Linked DNA regions of Macaca mulatta: region 2 is linked to region 1. A link is a contact called in public Hi-C data. All regions are on one chromosome and are shown on one strand. Each heading gives the region's core, a stretch centred on a gene start, on an enhancer-like site or on the middle of the called end of the contact. The rest is flanking DNA. Distances are from core to core; before and after follow the strand shown.

Region 1 (2,636 bases), core at 72-2,571:
AAAATTAGCCGGGCGTGGTGGCGCATGACCATAATCTCAGCTACTCGGGAGGCTGAGGCAGGATAATCGCTTAAACCCCCAGAGGCGGAGGTTGCGATGAGCCGAGATCATGCCATTGCGCTCCAGCCTGAGAAACAAGAGCGAAATTCCGTCTCAAAAAAAAAAAAAAAAAAAAAAAAAGAAAAGAAAAGAAGAAAACAAAAGAAAAGAGTTCTAATTAATTAATTTAAATAAACCAGTTTCTCTCTGATGAGAGAAAAAAATGTGTACTGCTGAGTTCTGCAGGGCCACAAACACTGAGTGAAAAACATCTAGGATGTTTTCACTCTTGTTAAAAAATGCATGTTTTAGTACTAACTCATTTAAAACAGCCGTTGAAAAACTCTTAAGTTACCTCCTGGAGGGTAAGTGGAAGCTGAGGGACATCGGTGGTAGGCAGGTGTCTCTCTGTACCCTTTATACTTTTCCAGTTTTGAATTTTACATAGATACTGCTCGTTCGAAAAATTTGAAGGATGATTGTTATCTACTGAAGCACCAAGTAACTGATAGGTTACACACAAGGAGATACGCGTCTGTTTACACTGCAGGGCTCAACTCTGCACAACCGGCACAATCTTCCCAAAAGTCAACCCGTTTCCTAAAACTCGTGCGGAACAACCCTGACCCTAAAGACGATTTCAACAATGAGATAGGCAGTTTTGGCCCGTGGCCTGGGCCCAGGAGACTCGTTCAAGAGGGAATGTGCGCTGCCCGGCAGGATTTTAATTCCGGGTCACCTGCCCCGCCCTGCGGCCCTTGGGTAGGGCTTAGTCCCCTCATCCCGTGTCCCAGGGGTCGCGACACGTCCCCGAGACGCCCTGGCCGGCACTCGCAGGTCGCGCCTTTCGTCCCGCTCAAGTTCCTCCGCCGCGACCTCAGAACAGGCCGAAGAAGCGCGCACTACTCACGTGTCTTCCAAGTGCTGCTCCAAGGTCGCCTCCATCCCATCCACCGACCACCCTGACCCAGAACCCAGCGGCACGACACGTCCTTCTCCAGCACAGTCCTCAGTCACTTGACGCGAGGGGGGCGTGGGCCGTAACGGCGCCTCCAAAGGGACAAAATTGATCACGGTGCAACGTCCGCGTTCTTTACTGGAAAACATCACTGCGCTTCCGCCGCACAGAGCCCGGCGAAGGCTTGGGCTGCCGACGCGGTGACCCGCTCCTGGCTCCATGGCGGAACCGTCCCGCAGGGATTATTCCCCTGTAGGAAGAGAGGTCTGCAGCCGGGCCTCAGTATCTCAGTTCGTGGCCTGGCATTTTGTGTCAGTGTTTTTTAACCTTTGGACCCTACTTCAACCTAGTCCGAGACCTAGGGGACAGATCTTAAAGTTTTACAATAACCCAGGGGTCAGACAGGGTCTGATCTAGCCTGTGGGGCAAGTACGGGGAAGACACGGGACCTCTGGGAGGGGCTCAGTAGGCTCGTAGGGGGAAGGACGCACACAGGGACTAAAGGACCAGATGGAGCAAGGTTCAACTCCCCAGCTGAGTGTTGGCAAAGTGTCGGGATTTTAACGAAGACATTGGTGCTTATTATGGTGAGGGGACTCCGGACAGTTTAGGGGAAGAGAGTGGCATTTGGGTCCTAACTTGTAAGGAAGACTGGGTAGGACTATTTAAAAATAACTTTAAAAAATTAATTATAAAGCTGGTGAAAATAAAGGAAAACACCTATGGCCCCACTGTCCACAGATGACTTTTAACCCCTTGGAGAATATCCTTCCAGATAGTTGTCTTTGCAAATGTGTACTTTTAATGTTTTTTCGTTTGCCTTTAAAAAAAATTTTTTGGGGGGCACAGGGTCTTGTGCTGTCACCCAGGCTGTAGTGCAGTAGAACAGTTATAGCTCATTACAACCTCGACGTCCTAGGTTCAAGCTATCCTCCCCTCTCAGCCTCTCAACTGGCTAGGACCACAGCCTCGAGTCATCATGCCTGGCTAATTTTTACATTTTTTTGTAGAGATGGGGGTCTCGCTGTGTTGTCCGGGCTGGTCTTAAACTCCTTGCCTCAATAGTCCTCACACTCTAGCCTCCCAAAATGTGATTGCAGGCTGAGTCACCACGCCCAGCATGTTTTTTTTTTCTTTTGTAAGCAAAATTGACATACATACTGGAGGTACAATTCTGTAGCTGGCCTTCTTTACAGAGTTTAGAATAAATGTCTTTCCATGTCAAGTTTTCACTTACATCCTTTGTAATTGTTGCAAAATATTCCATTTTATAGCTGTATCTTAATTGTGGATTAAGGTTGGAGTGCAGTGGCACTATCACGGCTTAGTCCAGCCTCAGCCTCGTAGGTTCAAGTGATCTTCCCACCTCAGCCTCCCAAGAAGCTAGGACTACAGGGACGCCCCACCACACCTAGCTAGTTAAAAAAACAATTTGTAGAGGTGGGGTCTCAGTGTGTAGCCCAGTCTCAAGTGACCCTCCCTCCTTGGCCTCCCAAAGTGCTGAGATTGCAGGTGAGCCTCTATACTAACACTTTTTTTTTTTTTTTTTTTTGCTTTTGTTTGTTTTTTGTTTTAGCTGTTACAGTGCTGGTTGAATATCCTCATAGCTAAATATTTGTGCAGTTTTAAAATTTCCTTA
Region 2 (2,636 bases), core at 100-2,599, 67 kb before region 1:
ATTTTCTAAACTGAAGGAGTAATAGCGCGCCCTTTGTAGAAACAAAAGATTTCTACAAAGAAAAGTGAAGTCTCCCTCCGACTCCAGATCCTTACACCCCTCCTCAGGGCAATCCTAGGAACAATTTCCCACGTAGTTGTCAAGAAAGTTTCCACGAAAATATTTTTAAATGTACATACTCATAAAATACAAATATTTTTAAAACCACAAATGGTAGCGTATTATACACGTTATTTTATGCCTTCTGAAGTTTTATTTCCTATTTTAATACAATGAATATGTCTACACATTACAATATTGTGGATTTTTATGCTTTACAATTGAGCTTCTTCCTTCAAGTTTCTTTGATTTATTCAAGAGATAAAAGGCCTACAGCTTCATATTCCTCAGGATTATTTACAAAAAGAAGGATGGCTCAGCCAAGGCTAAATTTAGGTTACAGTTCCTAATATTAACAGTTTTCAAGTTTAGGTTTCAGCTTTTGGGACATTATTGTTATCCTGAAAAATGTCATGTTTAAAAACACCTCACACCTCTACTATAGATTGGATCTTGGGAAATAGGGTTGAGGACGGGATCAATATAACCTCCGCCCCGGCGCATACCCGGGAGAGCTGCAGACGGTCTAAAGGATGTGGTGACCTCAGCGCTGCGTCCCTGCAGCAACCGGCGAGTGCTGGGGCACAGGCCATATCCCCCTAAGCTCGGCATCGCCTGCACCTCTCACAGGTGCTCTGTCCGCCACAGTAACGCTCTATGGAAATTAAAGTTGTAAGGCGAACGACAGAAGGAGCCAAACGAAGTGGATCCGGAGCGGCCACAAGGTGCCTGTGCTGCTGGCTTTTAACACACAAAAAGAGGAGTGCCAAGGAATACAAGAAGCCACAGGGGGAATAAAAAGCGACATATCTGCATGGAGCCTAAATTTCGCTCGATGATTTTCAGGGAAGAAGCATTACATATTAAAAACAAACATTGCTATTTTACGGGAATACCGGATTTAAAAATCCACACAGATTCGCAACATAAAACAGGCAGCCCAAAGACACGTCCGCGGTGTCCTGACAGTTCCGGCTCCGCCCGCGGGCCACGAGGCGGGGATCGACGGTCACTCCCCTCGGTTGCCCAGAGTACTTGGGCGGCAACGGGGAGCGCCGGGGGGAGACAAGCTCCTGGGCTAGGGCTGCGTCTCAGCCACCTTACTTAGCTCTCGAGGTCCCGCGTGTTACGTGTTAGCACCGCCCCGGGGCGTCAGCGTGACCCGGGGCTGCAGGAACCGTGAACTCCCTGCCCCGCGGGCCCAGGTGACCGCGGGCATCGCTATCCCGCGCGCGGGGGGCGGGGCTTCCCCCGGCTGTACACTCAGCTACCACAGCGACATAAGATGGTGTCCGCTAGGCGTCCCAGGACGGCTTCCTAAGGGACTGGAGGGCCCCGACAGCCGGAGAGTCTGCCCCGCCCCTTGGCCGGCACAGGTAGGACGGCGGGGAGCTCAGAAGTTTCGAACTCCAAGGGCCGAAGCACAGCCAAATACCCCACGGAACTTAACAAATGTTTGTGGGGAGAACGCCAAAAACGCGGGGAGGCGGGGCTGGCGCACAGTCACCCTCTCGCGACATCTAAGTGACGTCGCATAGCAAGCACGTGTTCTAGTCTTTCACCTTCAGTCAGCCTCCTCCGTTATATGGGCCTACCCCTTTAAGCGAGTGATGGACAGTTACTTCAGCCTATCAACTTCCTTGCAGACATCCAATCAGATTTAAACTTCTTTTAGCCGCCGGAGGAGTTGGAAAAAGGGGGTCGAAAGAGGGAGCTCACCGTCTCTCGCGATATCGCTGTGAGCCTGCCTCTCGAAAAAACGCCGAAACTTGGCCCCACCTCCCAAATAGTGGTTTAAAGGACGGGTTTATAAGCCAATGAAAGGGATGAGGAGGCGGGGTTGCTGCTTTCACTGAGCAAGAAGTACCGTTACAGGGCAGACTTTTTGTCCAATCAACACAGCTACACTTTGGGTCACGTGACCGCAGAGTGCGAGGGGCGGAGCTACAGCCTGGCGCGAGGAACCGTTAAGATAGACAACAAATGTAACCAATGAGGTACTCTGACTAGGGGGTTGGGAACCCAATAACAGTGGTTGGGCGGGCGCCTTCCTGGAGCGCGGGGAGATGTAAAGATAGACAAATAATTTTCCCAATGAGACTGTAGAAGAGAGAGCTAATTGGCCAATGAGGACTGCGGGGCGGGACCCTGTGCCGCGGCGGAGTCCAAGATGGCGGCGTGCGGTTCCGCTGTGTGAAACGAGCGCGGGGCGGCGGGTTGATCAGCTCCGCGGAGACGACCTCCGAGGACCCGCAACAATGAAGGGAAAAGAGCGCTCGCCAGTCAAGGCCAAACGCTCCCGTGGTGGTGAGGACTCGACTTCCCGCGGAGAGCGGAGCAAGAAGTTAGGGGGCTCTGGTGGCAGCAATGGGAGCAGCAGCGGAAAGACCGATAGCGGCGGCGGGTCGCGGCGGAGTCTCCACCTGGACAAGTCCAGCAGTCGAGGTGGCAGCCGCGAGTATGACACCGGTGGGGGCAGCTCCAGTAGCCGCTTGCATAGTTATAGCTCCCCGAGCACCAAAAATTCTTCGGGCGGG

What was found. Hi-C and Micro-C count contacts between places; a contact is called where the count stands out from the background.
Region 2: a contact with region 1 is called in a Hi-C map of liver, with 3 times the contacts expected there. The contact joins the promoter of RBM15 here to the promoter of LAMTOR5 in region 1. A contact is called at or near these places in 3 of 14 Hi-C or Micro-C datasets (CD4 T cells, cortical neurons and liver).

What each region holds. Positions count from the first base shown.
Region 1 is chr1:129,788,350-129,790,985 of T2T-MMU8v2.0, reverse strand. LAMTOR5 (late endosomal/lysosomal adaptor, MAPK and MTOR activator 5) reads right to left here and starts at 1,321. Exons shown (of 4, transcript XM_001101104.5): 1 at 950-1,321. The coding sequence starts at 1,218. LOC144332103 (a long non-coding RNA gene) reads left to right here and starts at 1,175. Exons shown (of 3, transcript XR_013399863.1): 1 at 1,175-1,308.
Region 2 is chr1:129,855,699-129,858,334 of T2T-MMU8v2.0, reverse strand. It overlaps RBM15 (RNA binding motif protein 15), which reads left to right and starts at 1,349. Exons shown (of 2, transcript XM_001100087.5): 1 at 1,349-2,636. The coding sequence starts at 2,226.